Regions from separate parts of the Sus scrofa genome. Here all the other regions are linked to region 3. A link is a contact called in public Hi-C and promoter capture Hi-C data. All regions are on one chromosome and are shown on one strand. Each heading gives the region's core, a stretch centred on a gene start, on an enhancer-like site or on the middle of the called end of the contact. The rest is flanking DNA. Distances are from core to core; before and after follow the strand shown. Region 1 holds the start of PPL (periplakin). Region 2 holds the start of NMRAL1 (nmrA-like family domain-containing protein 1). Region 3 holds the start of NUDT16L1 (protein syndesmos).

Evidence for each region. Promoter capture Hi-C pulls out the DNA fragments that hold promoters and counts their contacts. Hi-C and Micro-C count contacts between places; a contact is called where the count stands out from the background.
Region 1: a promoter capture Hi-C map of fetal liver shows a contact between it and region 3, with 4 times the contacts expected there. The contact joins the promoter of PPL here to the promoter of NUDT16L1 in region 3. A contact is called at or near these places in 2 of 5 promoter capture datasets (fetal liver and liver), 8 of 47 Hi-C or Micro-C datasets (embryonic fibroblasts, heart right ventricle, liver and 2 more) and 1 of 2 datasets of contacts at active chromatin or transcription factors (skeletal muscle).
Region 2: a contact with region 3 is called in a Hi-C map of liver, with 2.3 times the contacts expected there. The contact joins the promoter of NMRAL1 here to the promoter of NUDT16L1 in region 3. A contact is called at or near these places in 1 of 5 promoter capture datasets (liver) and 1 of 47 Hi-C or Micro-C datasets (liver).

What each region holds. Positions count from the first base shown.
Region 1 is chr3:37,458,795-37,462,265 of Sscrofa11.1, forward strand. PPL (periplakin) reads left to right here and starts at 1,693. Exons shown (of 22, transcript XM_013995670.1): 1 at 1,693-2,279. The coding sequence starts at 1,708.
Region 2 is chr3:37,869,796-37,873,185 of Sscrofa11.1, forward strand. It overlaps NMRAL1 (nmrA-like family domain-containing protein 1), which reads left to right and starts at 2,073. Exons shown (of 6, transcript XM_003124636.6): 1 at 2,073-2,386; 2 at 2,567-2,647. The coding sequence starts at 2,608.
Region 3 is chr3:37,693,389-37,697,048 of Sscrofa11.1, forward strand. It overlaps NUDT16L1 (protein syndesmos), which reads right to left and starts at 1,265. Exons shown (of 4, transcript XR_002342434.1): 1 at 1-1,265. It overlaps MGRN1 (E3 ubiquitin-protein ligase MGRN1), which reads right to left. Exons shown (of 17, transcript XM_021086677.1): 17 at 1,415-2,780.

The sequences.
Region 1 (3,471 bases), core at 443-2,942, 230 kb before region 3:
TATTCAACCACCTGACCGTGATCCCAGAGGCCATCAGGTTGTTGATAAGACTCCACCCCGGCAACAAGGCTACCGTGAACATCCCCTAAGGGAGGCTTAGCCTCCAAGGGCATGGGAAGCAGAAGGAACTCGGTGCCACGAACACCTGTGCCATAAAGCGATAGACCCTCCCCCAGAAAAATGCACATAGAGACACACACATTTTGTTTTTGTTTGTTTTTTCTGCTGTGCCTGCAGCATATGGAAGTTCCTGGGCCAGGTGCCAAACCTGCACCACAGCAACAACCCAAGCTGCTGCAGTGACAATGCTGGATCCTTAACCCACTGCGCTACAAGGGAACTCCAAGACACACACATTTTGAAAGCAACTGTAGGAGGATCCACAGATCCCCTTAAGCCCACCAACAGGTTCCCCCTTAGGAATAAGGACATAGCTCTCCGATGTCTTGGGGTCTGGAGCAGGAAAAGTTTTTATTTTATTTTATTTCATTTTATTAATTTTATTTTATTTTTTTGGTTCTTTTTAGGGCCCCACCTGCAGCATGTGGAGGTTCCCAGGCTAGGGGTCAAATTAGAGCTGTAGCTGCTGGCCTGCACCACAGCCACAGCAGCGAAGGATCTGAGCCACATCAGCAAACTACACCACAGCTCACGGCAACGACGGATCCTCAACCTACTGAGCAAGGCCAGGGATCAAACCTGCGTCCTCCTGCATACTAGTTAGATTGGTTTCCACTGAGCTGCAACAGGAACTCCCAATCGCTTTATTTTATAAATAAAAAACAGCTGGGGGAGTTCCCGTCAAGGCTCATCGGTAACAAAACCAACTGTTATCCATGAGGATTCGGGTTCAATCCCTGGCCTGACTAGTAGGTTAAGGATCTGGTGTGGCGGTGAGCTGTGGTATAGGTCTCAGACATGGCTTGGATCTGGTGTTGCTGTGTCTGTGGTGTAGGCCGGCAGCTGTGGCTCTGATTGGACCCCTAGCCTAGGAACCTCCATATGCCTTTCCTGCGTCCCTAAAAAGACAAAAAAAAAAAAAAAAAAAAAAAAAGCTGGGAAAGGGACTGGCGTGATGACTCGATGCCCCGTGCCAGCCCCTGCCTCCTGCCCCGCAGACCTCATAGCTCCCCATCTGAGCCCTAATTAGCCCTTTGGCCGCGGCTTATCTCCATGCTTTCTGACTCACTCACTCTGCGCCGCTCCTTCCCGCTGGGCTCCGCACCCCCAGTGCCCTCCAAAGTGGAGCCGAGTCCTCCCAGCCCTCAGGGTCCCGTCTAGTTCCCGGGCCAGACTCAATTTACTGTCTAACTGCAGCCTTCTCTGCCCGCACCCAGCGCAGCCCGGCCGCGGGCTCACCTGGCGCCAAGTCTGACTTGACACATTAGGCATTGCCCTAAGCGCTTTGTGTGTCTCTCCAGGAATCTCCTCAGAACCCTATGGGATGGGGGCTGTGGTTATCACTGTTTGACAAATAAGGAAACTGAGGCTGGAAGCGGCAAGATGCCTCGCCAAGGAGTCAGCTGACCGTTTGTGGGGGTAGGACTTGAACTCAGGCGGGCGCACTCCAGGGCTCCCTTTTCTCAACTACCATCTACCCTGCCACCACCTGGGTGTAATTCACTATCTGTGGGGCACAGGGACCCATCCGATCTCTGCCACACCTGTTGGGGGGAGGGGATGTCAGCCAAAGAGAGGTGAGCGCTGATGCCCCAGAGGAGCAGCCTAGAGCCTGGAGAGGGACCTCAGCCAGGGGGCGCGCCAGGCCGGGGGTGGGAGGTAGCAGGTCCCCGGCTTGCTCGCGAAAGCCGCCAGTGCGCACCCGCCGGCCTGCCCAGCCTCTCCAGTGTCCCGGCGTCGGGGCGCGCGCGGCGGGCCCCCCCCTCCCCAGCCCAGGGCGGGCGTCCCGCTCGCTCCAGCCGGGCCCGGACGAGGGCGCGCGCCCGGCGTGCCGGGAAGCCCCGCCCGGTGCCCCTCCCCGGGGAAGGTAAGCACCACCTTCTCGGGAGCGGCCGGGAGCGCCCGCGGCCTGCGGGCGCCCCGCCCCCTGCGAGTAGTGACCGGCCGCCGCCGCCGCGCTGCACTCGGGGCTCCCGCGCCGCCGCTCGCTCACCTGCGCCCGCTGCCCGCCCCTCGGTGCGTGCCGGGCCCTCCGCCGTCCAGTGCCCAGCCCGGCGCCGCGACCCGCCGCCCCGCCCGCGCACCCCGAGCGCCACCATGAACTCGCTCTTCAGGAAGAGAAACAAAGGCAAATACAGCCCCACGGTTCGGACCCGCAGGTGAGCAGGCGCCCGCATGCCGCGCGCTGCGGACGCGCTGGGCCAGGATGCACCGCCCAGGGCGTGTGTGCGTGTTGGGGGAACGGCTGGGCCTTGAGGGCTGCGGCGGGGGCCCAGGAAGCATTGTCCTGGGAGGCCCAGGGAGCGGGGGAAACCCGGCCAGGAGTGCGCGACCCGCGGGAACACGGGGCTCGAGGGTCATCCTTGAGCTGGGAAGCACCGCCAAGCTGGGGATGGGGATGGGGATGGGCTGCGGTCGCCGAGGGAAGACACGCTGTTTGGTACCAGAGAGTTCTAGGAGCCCAGAAAGCACCAGCTTAGGCGCTTAGAGGCGGGGAACTAAGCTGGAGGGACAGGGGACCGCCTTGCGCAGGGGGCTGGGGGGGGGTCCTCCTGGGCCAGGGTGGAGGGTGACGTGTCCCGAGAATGCTACACCCAAGGCAGGGGCGTTGGGGGGAAGCGCGGGGGACCCAGGAAGCTGTCTAGGGGCGCAACAGGGCAGTGAAACTGAGCTGGAGCCTGGGGCAGGGGGGCGTTCACCAGCGCTTCTTGGAGGAGCAGGTGCTTCTGGCGTCGGGGAGGCGAGAGGTGGGGGCACGTGCCACCTGGAGCATTACTTCTAGAGCCATCCTGAGTTCTCCAATCTAGTCCGGAGGAATGGGTGGGTGTGGGGTGGGGTTGGGGGAGTCCCGGCTGGGGGTCCACCCTCTGTCCACCCCCAACTCCCCGCTCCTTCGGGGTCTGCGCAGCAGCTGAGCAGCAACTGGGCCATCTCCCTGCGGGGATTTTTCCGGGGCGTGGCTGCCCCCCCCCCTCCAGCCCCGAAACTAGCGAAACTGGCAGCTTCTTTGAGCCGCGGGTTCCCAGGGTTGCCTGGAAAGGGAATGACATGTCTTGATGTGTTTGCTTTGAGGCAGCAGCCCACGTCCGTTTTGATAAACCTCATGTATGCATTTAATAAGGGGTTTAGGGGAGCCTGGTGGAGATGCTGAGATTGAGGAAGGAGGCAGGACTGAAGACCCCACCTTGTTCCCTCTCTAAGGAAAATGGGGTGGGGGCTCCCGGCTGGGAGACAGCTTTCCCAAACTTCTCCTGACAAGGGCCTTCAGGCAGGTGGGGAACTCAGCAGTTGCCCCAAGGTGCCCTCACCTGAGACTCCTCTTCCCCACCCCCACCCCCCACTCCTCTGCAG
Region 2 (3,390 bases), core at 823-3,322, 180 kb after region 3:
CAAGTTCCATCCCTGGTGCCTGGAATAGTGAGTTAAGGATCCAGCGTTGCAGCAGCTGCAGCTTAAGTCGCAGCTATAGCTCAGATCTGATCCAGTCCCTGGCCTGGGAACTCCATATGCTTCCAGATGGCTGAAAAAGAAAAAAAAAAAAAAATCAATCAATAAAATAAGGAGCCCTGCATTTTCTTTTTGCACTGGGCCTTGTTATTGCAACTGGTTCCACCGGGGATCTTCTTGTTTGGATTTATTTCTTTATAGTAGAGGCCTCAGACCATTGAGTTTTGTGGTTTAAGCCATGCAGTGGAAGGGAAAACCTTATCTTTTATCAGAATAATATGCACTTGGGTTCCATTTAATAAGTTTTTATTGAGTTCCTACCAAGTGCTGGGCACTGTGCCAGCAGAAAGAGACAAAAAAAGACATGGGACCAACTCTCAGGAAGCCCTCAGTCGATATGATATAGATAATTTTGCCAGTGGAATAGAGATGGGAGTGAAATAATAGTCACTGTAGCCTAGAGGTCAGGGAGGGCCTCCTGGAGGAAGTGATGATTATGTGGAGTGTTAGGGAATGAGTAGGAGTTGGCCCTATAAGGTGGTGGGAGGAAGGTATTCCAGGCGAACACCTGGAATGTGGTTAACAAATCCAACTAGGAGCCATGAGGTTGCAGATTTGACCCCTGGCCTCGCTCACTGGGTTGAGGATCCTGTGTTACTGTTGGCTGTGATGTAGGTTGCAGACGCGGCTCGGGTCCGCGTTGCTGTGGCTGTGGCTGTGGCGTAGGCCAGCGGCTGCAGCTCTGATTCGGCCCCTAGCCTGGGAACCTCCATATGCTGTGGGTGAGGCCCTAGAAAAGACAAAAAAAAAGAAAAAAAAGAGCCAGCATTTGTCGCTGCTGTGGCATGGGTTTGATCCCTGGCCTGGTAACTTCCACATGCCACAGGTGAGGCCAAAAAATAGATAAATAAATAAATACATGTATCTTATAATACCTAGACACCAATATTTTACATACATAAAATACACATGACCGGAGTTCCTGTTGTGGCTCAGTAGGCTACGAACCCAACTCATATCCATGAGGATGCGAGTTGGATCCCTGGCCTTGCTTAGTGGATTAGGGACCCCCACATTGCTGTGAGCTGTGGTGTTGGTCACAGACTCAGCTCAGATCCTGAGTTGCTGTGGTGTAGGCCAGCAGCTACAGCTCGGATTCGACCTCTAGCCTGGGAACTTCCATATGCCTCTAAAAAGGAAAAAAAAAACAAAACCCAAAACCAAAAACACATGGCCTTGTGGGTTATCTCTTGTGGGTTATCGCTACTACCAGATTCAGGAAAACCATCAGTTTTAGTTTGATTTCCCAGTAACTGCAGTGTCTAGTAGATGTTTAGGCAATCAATCAGCAAATATTTATTAAGCACCTACTTTGTGCCAGGTACTATTTTAGGCACTGGAAATTCATCAGTGCCTACTGTTATGAAGCTAACATTCCCAGAGGGGTCTGTACACACTTTGGAACAAATGAAGAAGGGAAAAAAAAAAATGAATGCTCTTATCTAGTCAGCAGTACATTTTTAGAAGAGGAGAGAAGAGAATCATTTCTGACTTTTAGAAGAATACAAAGAAATCTCTTTTCTCCTAAAAGAATTCAAACCCAGGCAAGTCGTGGCAACCTCAAATGTCAGCCATACAGCAACTCAAGAGCCTCGGGTGTTAACTCCTGGGTATAGATTTACTTATCTTTGAGTGACACCCTATAGTGCAGAGCTTCATGCAAGATTTAAAATTTTTGAAGTTCCTGCTGTGGTGAATCGGCATTGTAGCAGTCTCTGCAGTGCCAGCACCCAGGTTCAATCACCCGACCGGCACAGTGGATTAAAAGATCCAGCCACAGGTAGGTCGAAACTGCAGCTTGGATCAGATCACCGGCCAGCGAACTCCATACGCCATTGGCTGGCCAAAAAAGAAAAAAAAGATTGAAAAAATTTAATTATTTTGTTTGTTTATGCTTTGCGCAGTCTTCATCCCCAGCATCCAGCTAAGCAGCCCTCTGCGTGTCTGTTTAGGTCAGATCCGATTTACGCAAATTCGGTGTTACGAAGGCCTGGCGCTGACGGATGCTGACCTGATCTGAGTACACTGGGCCCGGGACGAACCATCTGTGCCCGCGGAGGGGGTGGTGGGTCAGCTCCGTTCAGAGTCACGACCAGGACGGCGGGGGCTCGGAAGCAGCCCACACTGCGGTTCTGTCACACAAGGTGGCCGAAAAAAGGTGGCTTTGCCAGGGTGCGACTGGAGCTTCGGGCGGGGGTGGACTCGGCTGCAAAAGCGGAGGCCCCCCTCCCTTTCCCCGACGATTTCCCACCTAGGCGGTGGCAAGGAGGTACACGCGACCTGGGGGAACCGGGGGTCGGGCTGGGAGGCCATGTCCGGTCCGAGGGGGTGGGGGTGGCGGGGTACCGACCTCTCCCGGCCGGACCGCCCCCTCGGTCCTACGCGGCGCGCGCGGGGTCGTTCCGGGCGGGGATGCCCGGCCTCGTCGCCGACTCTGCGCCTCTCACAGCGCTCAGACCTCTCCCGACCGCGTTTCCCGTTCCCGGTCGCATGGCGGAAAGGAAACTGGTGGTCGTGTTTGGAGCCACTGGTAAGGGACACCCCAAAAGGAGGCCGCGAGACGCAGGACCCCTCGCCAAGCCAGCCCAGGGGTCCGGCCGGCCCAGCCCCACAGAGCCAGGGCCCACTCTCAGCGCCAGGAGATGTACCCCGGGTCCTGGAGGGAGATGTGAGATGGCTCGGACCCCTGACCCAGGGTGGGGCCATGGAGCAGGACCTGAACGCTGATTCCTCTTGTAGTTTTTCAAAAATTAATTTCTTAACTTTGAACTACTAGTGATTGCACGTAACATCAGAATTAAATCTCCCTCCTACCTTTGCCCTAGAAACCCCACCCATTGCCTTTACCAGGTTTCTTTCTCTCTCTTTTTTTTTTGTTTTTGTCTTTTTGCCTTTTCTAGGGCCGCTCCCGAGGCACGTGGAGGTTCCCAGGCTAGGGGTCGAATCCAAGCTGTAGCCACCGGCCTATGCCAGAGCCACAGCCATGCGGATCGGAGCCGCGTCTGCAACCTACACCACAGATCACAGCAACACCGGATCCATAATCAACTGAGCAAGACCAGGGATCAAACCCACAACCTCATTGTTCCTAGTTGGATTTGTTAACCACTGCGCCACGACAGGAACTCCATTACCAGGTTTCTTGAGTCGTGCCTGATATTTAGATATATATAAAGATACTCTGGAGTTCAATGGTGGCTCAGTGGTAACGAACCAGACTAGTATCTATGAGGACTTGAGTTCCATCCCTGGCCCCGATCAATGGGTTAAGGA
Region 3 (3,660 bases), core at 15-2,514:
ACGAGGGCCTGAGTCACTTACCAGCGTCTGTACCGGAGAAGGCAGGCACTACGGCTCCGGAGCATCAGAAACAGCAGCTGCGGCAGAGCAGCAGGCTCCCCCGGGTTCTGTGGTGCTACTCACTCCATCAGGTAGCCCAAGCTCCATTTTCCCCCCGCGTGGTCCTCTGCCAGGGTTGGGGCTGCCGCAGCAGGGAGGCAGCCGCAGCTGGCAGTGGGAGGCCAGACTCTAGGGAGACTAAAGGTGTTTGAAGGGAAGGACCCAGGCATTAATAAATAAAGGTGTTTGAAGGCTCGCCTCAGGCATTAATAAAGGAGGTGGGCCCGTGGTGGGAGACCCAGTGCAGCCAATGCAAAAACCTGTGTGACTGAAAGGCCTTTTCCACACCGAGACCGTGGCAGACCGGGGACCCCCGAGGTTGGCAGGCCTTCCCTGGGGCAGGGCCAGGCCAGCTAGGAAGGCTGGCTCCACCCTTGAGTGCCTGAGTCAGAGGGCACTGCTGGCTGGCCGTGGTTCGGGCAGTGCTGCAGTGGGCGTGCTGGGGCACCAGCCTCTCCCCATGCAGAGGCTGCTTGCTGGTCAGGGGAGCTCAGGCTGAGCAGAGGGCCCCAGCTGGGCTCCAGCGTCCTGGCAGCCAAACCTGCCCTCCAATCCATTTCCCCCGAGGACAGCTGGAGAAAGTCGCTCCCTTGCTTAGCAGCCTCCAATTGCTCCTAGGGCAAAACTGGGCCCCCACAAAGTGTCTGCACCCCACACCCCAGCTCTGACACTTCAGCCACTCCGTGGACACAGTAGACCCACTCCTGCCTTTGCACTTGCTGAGCCAGCTGCCTGGGGTGCTCTTCCAGGCCCAGCTCCTTGGCATCCTTTAGGGCTCAGCTGAAACGTATCACAGAAGCCCTCCCCAAACACAGGCTAAATCAGCACCACCTCGTTAGCCACCGACCCCCTTCCTAACTGTAATCACATGTGGTTAGACCTGAATCACTTGCGTAGCATCTCACTGACTAGAACGCAGGCTCCCAGGGGCCTGGCGCCTTCTGCTTTCTGCTGGCACAGCAGGCACTCAGTTCACGGCGGCAAGAGGAACTAGCGACGGCTACGGCCAAAGCAATTGCATAGCTGGAGGCCTGGGCTCTTCCACCTGCTCAGGAAACAGAGCCAAGTCCCAAGGGTCCCTCCCCTTTGCTCCAACCCGACAATCAGCATAATGCCGACCCCAAGAATAACAAGCAGCAGCACTCACGCCCTCCCGGAAGTCCTATGTCACATCACACATGAGGGAACAGTGGCTGCAGCCACAAGCAGGCACTTGCGCTGCTCTGAGTGTGTCAGAGCTGCCACTCAGCTGTCCTGCCTCCCGAGAAACAACCCAGTCCTGTGGAGCTGTGCATGGAGGGAAAAGCGAATAGGATATTGCTGCATGATTTTATTACTATAAATATACAGTAAAAACGAACAAAAACTAGCCAATCAGAGTACATCAAATGGTAGCACGTGTTAAGTCCAAGACAGGCCAGTCTGCACCCCGCCCTTCAGTTACTGGCCCCAAAACCAATGGTGAGAGGCGGGGGGTGTTGGCCAGTGAGAGGAGAGGGGTGAGGAGAGGGAGACGGTCATGTGCGTGTGTGGCATCTGTGCACCCACGAGCACACGGCGGGCAGGACGGGAGGCAGGGCGCCTGCAGTGTGGCCTCTGTTCATAGGCTCAACTGGAGAGAGAAGGAGGCGCCCATTCCGAGCACCCCACTCATCAGAGCCTCAGGCTGTGTGGTCGGCTGCCCAGCACCATCCTTCCCACCTGCTAGGAAAGCGCTGGCACGGGGAGTGCAGACCCGCCGCCGCCAGGCTAAGGTCCCACTGGGGCAGCTCTCATCCAGAGGCACCAGGGCCAAGCACGCTGTCTGCCTTTCTGTTGCCCGCAAGTTTGTCTTTAAGAGAAGGCGAGGTCACCTCACATGGGGCCCTCGTCCCCAGGGACATCCCGCCACAGGAGCCCCAGACGGGAACAAATCAAAGCAAATTCTCAGTGCCATCTACGGCAGAGGGAGCAGAGAAGCCACCAGCGCCTTCCAGAGCAGGTGATGGCGTGCCGCTCGCCGAGCAGAGCCCCGGCCCAGAGGGTCTGGTGCCGTGGGCAAAGCTGCCGCTGGGAAGGGCTCTCAGGCACCACACCGCCCATGCCCAGACCCAAACCTGGCCGAGCCTCGCCAAGCTGTGCAGGGGGAGGGCAGGGGCAGTCTCCTTCCCGGCCTGAGACTCAGACCCCACCTCCTCTCCTTCCAGGGGCCCCGCGCGTCCCCGTGAAGGCAGCACCTCACCGCCCAGGAACTCCTCTTCTCCAGCGTGTCCCTCAGTTCCCGGGCATCGGCCGCCACGGCTCGGGGGCTGGGTGAGGCTGCACACGGGTGCCCGGCCCCGGGGCATTGGGAAGGACCCAGAGCTCAGCGCCCGGGACAGAAAGCCACTGTCCTTCATCTTGTACCATTTACAAATACATGGACTGTAGAAAAAGGGTCGTCAGAGGGGACAGTCAACTGTGCTCTTCGGTCAAGGGTCACACAGCTCCTCGCAGCCAGTGACCACGCAGAACTTGCAGACTGGAGAGGCCAGGGGTTGCGCTGGAGTCCACGGCCCTCGGCCAAGTCCGGGGAGCCAGGCCAGGCTCTCAGAGTGGGGTCAGCTCGGCGGCCCCAGGGTCAGGACTGGGGCCACCAAGTGGAGGCCGGGGGGGCCCGGTGGTGTGCAGGCTGCGGGGCGTCTCCATGGAGGTGGACCATCCTGCGGGCAGGGGGACAGGGAGGGGGGTCACGCTGGGCCGAACTGTCCTGACACCCCGCTCCCCTGACCCGCTGGGCTCGGGCTTCTCTCCGGCTGACCCTGTGTCCGTGGCTGGGCACCCAGAGGGCCCCGGGGGGCTGTCTGTCGCAGCAAAGAGCCGCAGCCCTGCATCAGAAGACAATGGGGTGCCTGGGGCAGCCACCCTGGGTCCCCCACCCGGCCCTCTCTGTGCTTCCCCGGCTCTTGGGGGCCGCTGTCCCGCAGTGCCTTCCCGCTGGGCTCGGCTGGGGCTCAGCTGACCCAGGTGGAGGGAACAGTGGGGTCTGAGTGCCCAGCAGGGCCCAGCGCAGCCCCAGCTGGCCTGGCTCAGGGGCCTCTGCTGTCCCCGCCCCCCAGCTGCTTCCAGGACCCTGCGAGGGGCTCAGGCCCCCGGAGTGCTTGTGCGACAGGAACAGCACAGCTCACAGGGCCCGCTGACCCGGGCTCTGGGGCGGCTTCAAATGGCGAACAAAGGAGCCCTCGCGGCCTGGGACAGACCCTCAGTGACTTGGGGAAGGGACTGCTTTCTTAGAGGCTGTGGCTGCACGTGGGAAGCCAGCTCTGCCAGGGGAACAGCGCCCTGGGCGGCTGCGTGTGACCCGCTTCCTACCTCCAGGATCTTTACTAAGTGACACCACCATGAGGCTGGGGCCACCTGCATGCATGTGTCAGGTCCTATTTCAACAGGGGGTCAGACCAGTCCGAGAAGCGTTGAAGGAAGACGGGAACGGACAGAGCGGGTCGCAGGGAGGGCAGACGCGGGCCTGGCTCGGGCAGCGGACAGGACACCGGAAACCTCCACCCCCAGGTCCTCCACCCCCCTGCGTCCCAGCAGGGCGGG